Linked DNA regions of Drosophila melanogaster: region 1 is linked to region 2. The links are chromatin contacts, called in public Hi-C maps. All regions are on one chromosome and are shown on one strand. The core of a region is the stretch at or near the end of the contact, and the rest is flanking DNA. Distances in the headings are between cores, read along the strand shown. Region 1 holds the start of lncRNA:CR43431 (long non-coding RNA:CR43431). Region 2 holds the start of caup (caupolican).

Region 1 (6,680 bases), core at 3,335-5,834, 43 kb before region 2:
ACGATTTGCATAGAATAAACCACTGTAATACAGGCGAGAAAATTAGCTCGCGCCTTTGAAGGTCGTGATCGCAGAATGACGCACTCGCCTAAAAAACAACGTGCGACATGTACTCATCAAATAGTTTGTAAAACAACAGCACTTGCTAAATTTGCGAACTCGAATTGGAATTGCAAAAGCCCTTATATACAGTGCGAAAAATATCCGCAATAGATATAGATTCTGAAAACGATTTCATTATGAGGTAAAAACATATTAAAATGTTTATAAGTTGATTATTTATGCAAGCAAGATAATCTGTAAATATTTCTACAAAGTTCGAATGGAAATTTCGTATTGACGCAGTGCTCGCCCATTAAAATAAATCAGATATCTTATGAGAATTATTCCTACCCCTATAAGCGAATATTTACAGAACAGCTGAAACATTTCCATTGATTTTGGCATAGCCACATTTAGCCAACCCCCATTTCATCTGCGTCATCGGAATTAATTCACAGCAGCAAACATACTCATTTCGATTTAATAACCGAGAGCTGCACTTCTTTCTGAATGAAAACTCAGCGCTGAACTTTCCGCAGTGTCGATGTCAGCAAAGTTAATTGATCAAGCCCCCCAACGAAAGTACAAATATACAAACACCGTGGCCCAAAAACGCTGAGATCGAGCTTCAATAGTGAGGCCAATAAAAAATTCAAAAAAAAAAAGTTCCTAAAAAGTGGCAATCCGAACGAGAAACGGAAATTGACTATTGGCTAAGCGACTGGACGAATATGTTTAAATATGACTATGGTAATCTAAGTAATTCAATTAATGAGAATGCATTTATCATTTAATAAGATACACAGCTCGCTTTTCTGCACTTTTCAATTAATTAAGCCGATAGCATCGGGCGGTTTAAGGAAATGAATTTTATCGGCTTATGCATTCATATTCGCCGCGATATTATATTATTAAATTTCTTTTGGGTAACAAAAGGGCGCCTGTGCGCCATCTTATCGCTGTCAAAGAAAGCCGCCACCGAAATCCAGACGGCGTTCAAAGTGCAGAAAGTTACGGATTTGTGGTTCTGACTCGAGCTCGAGTAGCTGACAGATACATATTTCAGCCAGCTGGAAATCCATAGAAATTAATTGCCGAACGTATGGACATGACACGGAAGATCACGAGACCGAGAGAATGAAATCGAACTATTAATCGGCGCACAAGAGTGGCAAACATCTATTAGGCGTTTAATTAAAAGTTTCGCATGAACGGTTGAGTCGCTTGCCTTTGTTGCCATTGCCATAGATAGTGGCCAGGGAGTGGGAGGAGGAGGCTCCTCCACCACACCCCTCCCTACCCCTAATCCTGTACTGTGATGCCCCATGTCCGATGTCCGATACTTGGACAGAGTGTCAAATTCGAGCATTTCAAGTTACCGCTTCAGATAGCGGCGAAGAGCAAACACAAATATTTGCCTACAATTACTTACCGGCCGGATAGATAGTCGATAGTCCGTGGTCAGTTGGCCGGATGAGACAATGGCTGTGGCATCGGTCTTGGTCTTCGTATCTCCGTATCTTCGTACTCGGCCCAGAATGTCCGTGTGTATTGGGCTATCTAGCCGATGGTCGATGGCCGATGGACGTGTCGGCGGAGGCGCTCCGAATAAATACGGCAATTAAAATCCGATGGACAGATAGTAGAGTCGATCGGAGCATGAAGTGGCTATGGCGACAGGCAGGCGATCAATACGCCCAACCACCCACGATTAAAACATTTATCCCCCTGTCATCGAATTCCTCAATTTTACACTTGAAATAAATATTTCGAAGTTTCAAGTAGACAAAGCATTCGACGTGAGAATAAGCTATTACTCTTCAATGAAACACCAAAGATGGAAGGTCATGCTGAAGATATTGTATCTGAAGGATATTTAAACACACAAAAGCAGTTCGAATTTGATTAAAATGTCGCCCTTTTACTTTTTCCACAAGCTATATATAACAAATGCCCTTCTGAAGTATGTGCTCCACACTTTCGTTAAAATAAATCGTCATTAAGCCCAAAGTGAAATTGATTATGTCGATGGGGGCAGGACCCAACCCCTTTTTGTTCGATTTCAATGCGGACAACGTCCGCATGGGCTCTTGCCCATGGAATCAACGTTAATTAGTGCCAAAGGATAGACGCTCCACATGCCCGAAACCCATCTCGAAATTGCAACACCTGTCCGATGGTCGAGCGGTCACCTGGCGGCGATGCGGAAAGTCAGTGACTATGTAATACACTGTGTTTTGGTCAGCCTAACCGCACGGACTACACTCATCCGATTAAACTTTTAAATAGATGTCAAACAAACTACATTCTGCTAACTACAAGGACTTTCGATGTCATCGTCCAGGTTCCACTCGCCAGGTTCGTCGATGTCTTAGGCCTGTCCGTATATCTATATCTCCACCAATGTATATCCATATCCACATACACATGCCCCCAGTGTCAGTCTCATCGGCGGACACATACCGTGTCCAGTGTCCTTGTGTGCTATCCTGGCCGAGTGTTGGCCATTCAACCACCTATGTTGCCGGTCGGTTGGGGTCGTGACGGACAAATGTCCGAAATTTGAAACTTTAAATAGCAGTCTTTCAAGCATGTTTTCGGAGAGTAAGTAGTCCGTGTGGTCCGTGGGTCAGAGGTTGTCTACCGGATTGGGGGGCGGAGACCTCTGATGATGAGCCGGGCTTGGAAATTAGTTCTGATTTACCACTGTTCCAACAAAATGTCAGGCGGTGTGACAAGGATTGGCTTTTTGGGGCACATGTCGCAGTCTGTGTGCGTATCGTGTAAACATTGCAAAGGACCACACCTGCCGAAACACGTGTACATAATTGAACGTGCTGGATAGTTTATGGAGCCTATTAACTAACTTTCAGGCACTGGGCTTACAATTTGTTTATGGAGATTATTGTAAATGAGCGTTAGAGAGCTTTAAAAGTTAGGAACTACGCCGTTAAACAAACACTACATAAATTTAATGATAAATATTATTGGTAACTTATGTTCCTTCTTTCAATATCCTTTGTTTTTAAGCTGAAAAATTTTTTATTATTTTATTTATTTTTTGTAATGTGCTATTTACGTTTTTGACGTGTATAGTTAAAAAAAAACTTTAGCTTAAAGCAAGGCAAACTTATTTACTGTAATTTTCACTTTACTTTGATTTTCCAATTGACACATCACATTCTTCTTCTTCTAAATGTCAAACAGTCCGCCGAGCAAGCTGTCGTTCACAATATTCACAACAAATTTATCTTCCCCCAAAACTGGAATATCAGTATCCAATGCGATTGGATAAGTTTGCCCTCTTTAAGTGACAGCTTCTCTTAATAAAAATGAATTATCCAACATCCAAAGGCGCGACGCAAACAATTTGTTTCGCTTTCAAATGAAACAATTAGACTCTAATTTTAGACTTGTGCGTTGAACAAGTCAATTTTGTATTCCGAAATATATTTTTTGGGGCGCAAGTGACAGTGTGTGATAACTGAAAAATAAATTGGAAGATACAAAGAATGGTTTCATCCCTTACTAAGAGCAGGGCCACATTTTTAAAAAAATACAAACGAATCGAGTTCACCAAGTTAAGTTAAATAATCATCATTGTATTTTTTAGGTTTACTTTACTGTAGTATAGATTGATAAATTAAATTGATAACAGTAGATATTTCAAATATTCTTCAACAAATATATATATTATTTGTATAAAAATAGCATGGATTGAAATTGGCATGATTTCAACGAGTTCCTTTTGCCAGCAAAGTTTGAGTTACTAATTTACATTTCGGTCAATAAAGTTCTTGACGTTCTTTGAGTCATATTTTTTAATTATATTAGTTTCCAAAACCATTTAGAAAACACTTGGTAAACAGCAGTTAAAGCATACACACGAGTTGACGAATTCGTTTTGCTTGGCGGCGCACAGTGGTTTCAATTGCCGCTTTGGGGTCATAAATCTGCGACGCAAAGTGACACATATCGCAGATCAATATTATCGTTGGGCTTTGGGCACTTAACCCCCGGTTACGAGCACACACATTTACATGTGTTTCGAGCGATTTCGAGTGTATACAAATGTCTCTTTCTGTTACGACTCGAATCTAATACACTCCCAGGATCCATTAGAAGTGCAAAACACCAATTAAAGTTTTGCACGGATTACCAGAGGAGTGCAAAAAAAAAACACAAAAAAGCAACCAGTATCGTGGTATTACACTCTATCGTGTTTGTATTCGTTGAGGGGAACGGAAAGGCGAGTGCGAGCGAGACGGTTGCCATCCTACAGTCGTCTCGTTCGCTCTCGTGCTGTGCAGGCCGCAGATAAATGCGCAGCCATTTTTTAACGGGCGGAGCCTAAATAACGGAAGCGCTTGGGACTTTCTGGTCGGGTGGAAATAGTGGGAAATTTTGTGTAGTACGGGAATTTCCCTGACTGATTAGCCAGCTGTGCAGAATCGCTGAGTTTTCCGTGAAAAGTCGAAGAGACTGCGCGCTTTTCGAGGCAATTTTCCCGAGGCAATGCATTTAGAAAAGTCGAACCATCGGCTCCGTGTGCAGTGCTTACGGAAAAGCTCGCGAAGTCCCCGAAAAAGCTCGGGAGGGAAAGCTTGTGCCGCTTTTGCAGATGCAACTTGGCAAGTCAAGCTGCTGCACCTACTACGAACGTTCAAAATGGCGGCTCTGTCGGCGAAATGCCGATAAATCAAAGTTTCTCATTTTAAAAATGCCAAGTGACCACCGCGCCATCACACAGCAGCGGGCACTAGAATAGGGATGGTACTTTTCCCTGACAGTTATGGTGAGTTTGGGTCGTAAAGAATGAAACTTATTTGTGATTTGGTTTGCTTTATTTTTCAATACATAATAAGTACTACAGTCCCACTTATTGGCTATCCTTAACAAAAGAAGAAAGTAAAATCTATTAGAAGATATTAATATATTATGTTGATCGTATGAGCCTCGTTTTAGTTAGCCATCATTTAGATTTTGTCCGCAACTGTGGGTTCTTTTGCGGCATCAAGTGGCTGGTGACTGGTGACTGGGGAGCGGCATTTCATCAGAGGGAATTAATCAGAGCAGATGAAGCGACAACCGAAAAATAACGACGCGGCATCTCCCAAAGAGCCGGCCGCTGCTTATCTCCTCAATCTGAATCGCCGCAGCCGGCTTTTTAGTGCGTGTCCCCCGATGGTTGGGACGCTCGGATGCCGAGATGCATCCCATTTGCAGTGTATCTGTATCTGTATCCGAAGGTGTGTGATCCGAGGAACTGGCGCTTGGAGGCGACAGCAGCGGAATGTCACCGGGGATCCGATCCAGAGACCCTCTTCTCACCGTTTTTTTTATGTTTTTGGTTTTTCGTATTTTTTTTTTATTTTACTGGCCATTCATATCCCCGAGCATCCATCAAACGCGCGCCCGTTCATGTCAAATTATAAAATCCGAAAAAATTTAAATCTAATTTTGCCGCAACGCCGGCCGAGGACCATATTCAAATAGCTAATGGATTTTACTTTGTCCTGACAAGTACAAGCCCATTTAATCAATAATTAACGTAATCCATCAAGTACAAAGTGTCAAATGCACTCGCGAGCGACGACGAGCCCATCAGGCCTAAAAGGATTTCCAGCGAAAAGCGCATCGCGTTAACAAAAAATCAAGTTGTCGCAAAGATACACGAAACAAATCCGCGCCCGTCCTGTCACATCTGCATGTCGAAAAACCAGCAGACCCATCAGAACCCAAGTTTATAGCCAAGCAACCCCTAATTTTAACCCCTGCCTGTGCCGTCTGTCACTCTCGAGATGTCTGGGGGGGTGGGGGGTGGAATAGGCATAAAGCAGCGGCGGCAGCAGGAGCAGCAGCTTATCTAAGCCGAAAAGTCGACCCTGATCAACCACTTGCAGAGCAGACCCCTTACACGTAGATAGCCCTTGTTGTCCAACTCCAAATGGGTATCAAACTACAAATGTCCATTTTTCAATTTACCTGGCCCTTACGCACTGCGTACCACTCCCCCGCACTTTCCCACTGCCACATTGAATCTGAAATGGAATGATATACGGACAGGGGACGGGAAGCGGACAAGCATACGGACAAACAAACGGACAAACACCCACCGAATCGCCCTATAAATTAGCCCTCGGCCGTTGACCAGTTGGTTTTGCTGGCGGCCAAAAGACCGTGAAATTTTCCCAATATGCTGCGTTTTATTTGCGTTTCCCGCCCTGCACTCATCCTCATCCTCATAGCACTGGCCATATACCATATATATCCCATGCCATATCCCATATCCCATATAAATTGGGCATTGGGAACTGTGAACTGGGCACTGCTCGCATTTAAATGGACAGCCCGTTTGACGTATGAATAAATTATGTTCTGGCCCTCGGAGCCCGCACGATCGATTCTTCGGCTAGTTAACATAATTTTTAAAGACAAAGGCTACGCTCCACATATTATCCACGGCCAAAAGAAAGGGCAAGTTGACATCTCTGCGCTTCGATGGGGGAAATTTATATGCCGCAATTTGTCAATTGTTGCAATTTATCTTTGTGTGCTCGCATCTATTTATACAGTTTTATTTCCCAAAGAATAGCCCCTCATAAATAATTGAAATGTTTGTTTATATATATTCCTGG
Region 2 (6,816 bases), core at 2,731-5,230:
GGGCTTTCCTTCAGTTGGGCGGGTTGGGGGGTTGGCTTGACGCCAGGCCAGAACAATAAGCGAAAATATGAGAATCCCAGCTCGGCGACAAGGAAGCTGAAAATGCGAAGGAGTCCCTACAAACAAACACATGTTCGCATTCGAGTTCGCAGTCAGTCCTCCTCTTGGATTTGGCATATTCTCACATTCATCCGCAGGATTGCGTTGCCAAGCGAGTATGCCATATTCATACAGATACCCAGGCCCACTTTAAAGGGTGCACTGGGAAAAAATAATACTACAAAAAATCATATTAAATCCTGGACTACATAGCTGAAAGAGTTCAATAGTATGAAAAGTCTAACAATTCTCACTTTCTAGTTTCTAGATACATTTAACAACTGCTATTTTACTGAATAAATTAAGATAAAATCAATTGAATTTATTTAAATATCTATATAGAACTTGTAGAAACATTACTTAAACAAAAACCTTCCTGAATAAGAATTTTTAAAATGAATTAAATTTATGTAGAATTTATGTTTGTTATCTAAATAAAAGGTATGGATATAAGTTTTATGGTAGTGAACAGCTAAGTTTACCGATTTATGCTTCTATTTCGCTTCTATGTCATTAAAATAAATTTGAGAATAAGCCCCTACCAATTGCCCACATTTTTTCTCGCCGTGCATTGAATGGCCAAAGGGACTGGCTCCAAAGTGCGTTTTTGCTAATGCGAATAAGTTGCTCGGTTTTTTGTGGGGCTTGCTTATTGAATTAAGTTGGGGCGCAGAATACTATGGTTCGCAGTGGAACAACTCTTTCGCAACTCAACTGCGGTCTCAATGTTTGCATTAAAAATTCATAAATCAATTATGGAATGCACACTGCGAAATATTAGTTTTTTCTCGCATCATTTACGGGCTTGTCCTTTTGCGTCCCAATGGAGATGGAGATGGGGAATTTGGGGGGGCTTCAGATGGAGCCTATGTGAATCCAGGACTCGACATCGTCGCGCACTTTTTGCTGCCTTAGAATTTTAGTTATTTTGCCATGAAATGCGTGAACAGCTCGCATGGGAAGTTAAGAATTCGATGTGCGATGTGCCTGCAAGTTCTTTTGCTACTGCCAACTGTCAGCCGTTGATTAAATTTATATATTGTCGTTTTTTTTTATATTTGGAATGCCGTCTTGGCGTCGAAATTAAAATTAAATTAATGAGAACCCGAGTGTGTGCACTGCATAAATTTGGCACCCGAATGCCATATCAACTGACCAGTCTTTCATTGGTGGCTTAGTCGCATTTAGTGGCTTTTAGTGGCTTTAGTAGACGTATGCAAATGAGCCGAAAACGATGACAAAATTCTGTTGGCTCTTAATCGATTGCAAGGCAAAAGGCTTTTTGCACATCTCCAGCCATAATTATAGTCGATAATCTGAACGTTCATTATTTTAATTATTGTAATTTACCAAGTTTGCATATTATAATAAATGGTGCACCACTCCGCCGGCGGCTTCATTAGCATAAATTTATGCCAGCCACCGTGGTCAGGAATATTGTATACATACACACATATATACATATGTATATATATAAATGTACATAAATTGGCAGCAGGATAAACGCACTAGCATTGACGCATTTGACCACATAGTAGTCGTTGAACATGGCTTACACAGGCATTGCAAGGGCTTTGTAGCTGCAAGTGTTTCACTTCCCCCCGTTTGGGCCAACTAATTTGAATTACTGAGCTCCGAATACCGGGTAATTATGACCAGACCTCGGACGATGCACTGCCACCGGAATGCCCCACCAGACCCCCCCCTTCGGTTACCAGCGATTTGCATCCAAGGCGGTGACGGCTGTCCTAAATTGTGAAACATTTCTTGGCGGCGGGGCGGCCATTATGGCTATATCCGCATATATATATATATATCTATATATATATGTATGTATATATATAGGGATCCAGGAGCCCCAACCGGTGCCAAAGTGCTTGAATATTCATGTGCAGTGGCTGCTCCCCAAACCCGCCGGCTTAATATGTAAATTTAAAGTTATTTCGCACCGTCCATTATTAAAGATTTCCCTTTTCGCACATGCCAAAATATTCAACTGACTCAGTTTCTGGTTTTATGAAACATCTTTTGTGTGTGTGCCAAATATTATTTTAGTCCGCACTAAATAAATAGTATATTCAAGTGTCTCTTGAAATGATTAAGTTATGGCTGCATATTGAAATGGCACAGCTGTAAATCAAAATATAATAAATACATATAACGAAATTAATAAATTTAATTTCATGGCCAATATAAATTGTTATGACTAAGCCATCTGTTTTAAATTTAAATTTAAGGCACCCAGTAGCAATAATTCAGAAATTTGCTCTTTCAACTGGTTTTTCGCATTCTACTCAATTTAAATCAATGTATTTATAAATCTTCAGATTCTATTCACAATAATTATTGTAAGCAAAGTGCTCTTTATAATATGGTATTTATGGCCTTCAGTTTGAACACAAATTATGAGATTACAAAAAAAAATTTGGATAAGGTTTTTAATTGATTTGGAATTTGTTACTTTTAAAATTGAATATATTATTGACAAAATCTAAAGGGAGCAACATTTTCAAAGCAAATATAAATGTATATATAAGATACAATATTGGATCCATACTAAAAGATTCCTTAAAATTGTTGTCTGTGCTAAATAACCGTTTAAAACTTAAGTTAAGTTTGCTTACTAATCAATACAGACTTAAAAAAAACGGTTAACTGTTAATCTCTAAACAAACCACCGGCATAAACCCACCTGATTTGCCGTCGGGTAGCCAGCGTATCCAAACTGCGCATATGCAGCCATTGTCTCGCTGGCTGAGTTGGCCTAAAGAGCGGCGACACGCGAGTTCACTGTGCCGGGGCTTCACTGTGGGGCGTCCCTCGTTGTTTGCTTGTTGTTTTCTTATTTTTTTTTGCGATTGCGGATGCGGATGCTGGCGGAGCCCTCGAAAAAGGGGTGGCCAAGGATGTGGGGATGGTGTTGGGTGCTTAAGGGAGGTTCAAGTGGGTGGCCAGTGGGTGGTTGGGTTGGGTGGCTGGGCGGATTTGGCGTGCGTGCTCGACGGCTAAGCACTCTGGGCGCTTTTGTTGTTTGCTGGCTTGTTGGGTGTTGTGCTATTGTTGTTGTTGCTGCTGCTGGCTGGCCTTGTTGAAAATTGATAAAACAAATTGTCGATGTCGAGCAGTTCTGTTAATGTCGCCGGAGCCGGAAAATGTTTTGTTTGTTTTGTGTGACTTTGCTGTTTTATTTCGCTCGTCCGTTTTCATCCGTTTTAACTTGATTTTTATTGACTCTGTTTGACTCTTTGGCGGCCGGTTACCAAAATGGTTAAAAAAAGACACACACAGACGACAGCCGGGCAAAGCAAATTGGATTCAAGTGTTTGCCGCAAACAGATTTACAAATGTACGCGGCTCTTCAGTCTTCGGTCAAAAGAATGTGTCAGTTTGGTTTGCGAGTTTACCCACTGATTGGTATTTCAGTTTTTTCCACACTGTATCGAAATTTTTTAAAGTCAGCTTAGGAAACTTTTTGATATGTGATCCATAATAATAAACATAGTTTCGAATTTATGGCGAGTTTCTTTTGATATTTAACGAGACATTTCTAGAGAGGTTTGCCTGTCTTTTCGGGTCCCTTTTTTTCGTATTTACTTTTATCATAACTATTGCACGCACTTCATTATCTACGTCGGTTGCATCTGCCGATCCGATCCGCTGGCAATGCTCCAGTAAAAACGGGTTCCGTTCCAACCTGTCAGCGGTATCTCCACGGTGACGACGGCAGTGACTGCGACTCAATAACCGACTGTGACTTATCCGGTGACTGTAACTCGTTCGTCGGTACTTTCGTTTCGGCCTTTTTTCGAGTTTACTGGGCGACGCGGCGGAGATGCCAAGATGCGAAGATGCGCACCTATTCGCGTTTCGGAACAAACTGTTTTTCGGCCGCTCAGCGAGCAGCGCGGTTGCGTGTGACAGAGATGGCAGCAGCGATGTAAACGGGATGGCTGCAGGGCCGCGAGAGAGCCAGCCAGTTAGGAGCTCTCCCATTGGCCAGCGTTCCAATCAGACTGGCAGCCACGAGCAGCAGCCTTCTCGCTTGCACGTCTGTGAGTGGTCTGGTAACGAGTGAGAAGGGTAGACTCTCTGGGGCTGTTGTTGCTTTGTTCGTTGAGAACGCCCACCTCCAAGCACTGGAAAGTAAGTCGACGCTCTCTTTCTGCCGACCCCTCTCTGTCGACGTTGGAAGCGATTTCATGGCGGACCACGATCGAAAGGCTTCCCAATTGGATATTGTAGCCAAAGTTGGCTAAGAATTTTCCGATTTTGATAAAAAAGTACAATACAGAAATAATTGGAAAAACTAGAAAAGAGTTGCTGAAGATTTGCTATCATAATAACTGGTCAAAATACGTCTGGGCATACATTCGTGGGAAGAATTGGAACATTTTTCTACAATCTCAAAAAATCAAACATTAATTTAATTAATTAAATATAATGTTTAAGAAAATTTGCAGGCATATAAAGATATGTTTTTCAAGACGAGTGGGTATACAATCTCTTTAATATTGAGTAGTTTAGTGTTTTATTTGATCCGCTTCCAATTATTCTTTGAAATTTTAAAAGAGAATTTTCAATATTAAAATAACAAAAACATAAAACCTTTTTTATAAGCCCAGCTGAAATAAATATAATCTATGTCACATCAAACTACAAAAAATAACATACAGCAAACAAATATAAGCATGTTTTTATATTTTAATAAACATATTTGCTTTTCTATCTTGGCTCCCAATAAACAAAAAGTTTGATATTTTAATGTGCATTTAAATTTTGGGTGGTGTAAGGACTTGGAAAATCTAAAAAGTAATCAAATTAAATTATTTTAGAAGGTCTGCAAGTATATAAAGCCAAAATCTAATTTTATTTAAGAAAACTAATCCGTACGTTATTGGTAACATCAACAACATTTAATCATTACAGTGTGTGTGTGTTTTTTTAAAAATAGCTTGATATATGCATTGTACATTTCCCATAAAAGTGCTTAATGCTCCAATATCTCAAGGCCAAATCACGAAAATCGCAGCTAATTGGGACTAGCTAATCGTAACAAGATACCGAAATAGGAGAAAAAACAAACAAACAATCCGATTCCATTCGATCCAAGGAAGGGGGCGTGGCCGGTCCATTTGAGGGTCCTCGAGTCGAGTGCGTTCTAATTAATGGTATGTGGAGCGGGCGGGGTGGGGAGGGGAACTGAACGTTTTTGGGGAATTTTTGTAAAATGAGTATTTTGATGTTTTGGGGTGTTAACGCGCTGCCATTTATTATAAATGCGAGTGCATCTCAAAGTCAAAAGAGACGCACATGTGGCACTTTTTTCGGTACTTACAAACGAACGCATATGTAAATGTGTGTGTAGCAATGTGTCATTTGCATAGGAAAATGAAAATGCACCGGGTATTTTTGGGAAAAGTGTCCGAATGCCCAAACTCCTGATCGGTACTCAATTTCTGGACGCTCTTGGCGGCGCCACGAAATTCTACACCCACTTCATGAGTCTGGGGATCTGGAATACGAAAGGATTCACATGAAAGAAATGCATTTGAGAATAAAGAATTCATCCATGAAATTTAAAATGTATGCTTTTAAAAATTGAATTTCTAAAGAGCCAAATTGTGATTGGTTTAAAAGTTGCAAATAGTTATTCTTCAATTGAAAACAACATAAATGCAATCCAATCATACCAAAACGTTATGTAAAGTAATCATATATTAAAACAATTTCTGAATCATCAAATAAGCAGGACTATACTCGTGTAATTTTTTAAGTTTCGATATTTTGAAGATACACAAGATGAACATTTCAAATAATCTATATATAATTTATATTTAGCATAATTATAAGCTTATATTAAATAAATACTAAATGTTTAAGAAAATATGTAAAATGAGTATCATGCTAATTGGAGTATATTTTAATTGAATCGAATGTTTTCTGCAGTGTTTACCTCCTTGAATCAATATCTCTGAGTGATTTGTTTGATGACTTCGGACATGTGAACTGTGGCACATGTCGCATATCCTTGGGAGCACGTAGCCCGTGCCCATAAGTGTCCTGATCCCAGGATTCCCATTGTCTGAGCTCTGCTTTCATTTAGTGCAGCACACACACTCGAACATTGCTCACTCGGTGGACAGGACATGCAGATTATATTGAAAACAATTTAAATGTAGATTTTGGCGTTAAGAGATATTATTCTTCGACGCCAGGTGCGTTGGTTCAGAGACACTCGCACACACACTCCAACAAATTTAACTGCTAATGTGTGTGAGTGAATGGGTGGGCGTTGAGTGGGTGGAATGGATACAGTTGCACAGAGAGTTGCAGGCAGAATATTCACCACCCCACCTCCTTCCCCAGAAAGGCTTCTTACTTAAGTGTTGTTTCATGTCACCTGGAAAGCATTTGGACATGAAATTGTCGCTTTTCAGTATGTGGCACACACACAGATACTCACACATACAGTTTCCTCTCGGCGAAAAATCTTCTGCCGCACAGACACACACACACACAGACAGACACACATGCAAAGGCAAAAGGATAGTGCTTCTGGTGAATATAATAAAATCCTTTTCGCAAAACGATAAACGATAAAGTCACCGTAACAAGCACAAAAAGGATTCTCTCTCTCTTCATGCAAATTGCTTTAAATGAATTTGTTTTCGTTTGTGTTTTGGGTTTGCACACTTGGAGTTGGAAGTCCAGTTTAAG

Evidence for each region. Hi-C and Micro-C count contacts between places; a contact is called where the count stands out from the background.
Region 1: a Hi-C map of the Kc167 cell line shows a contact between it and region 2, with 3 times the contacts expected there. A contact is called at or near these places in 44 of 107 Hi-C or Micro-C datasets (the Clone 8 cell line, the D17-c3 cell line, the Kc167 cell line and 13 more) and 2 of 7 datasets of targeted methods (both in the Kc167 cell line).

The regions. Positions count from the first base shown.
Region 1 is chr3L:12,650,994-12,657,673 of dm6, reverse strand. It overlaps lncRNA:CR43431 (long non-coding RNA:CR43431), which reads left to right and starts at 4,584. Exons shown (of 4, transcript NR_048272.2): 1 at 4,584-4,837.
Region 2 is chr3L:12,606,795-12,613,610 of dm6, reverse strand. It overlaps caup (caupolican), which reads right to left and starts at 3,980. Exons shown (of 5, transcript NM_079322.3): 1 at 2,792-3,980. The coding sequence starts at 2,842.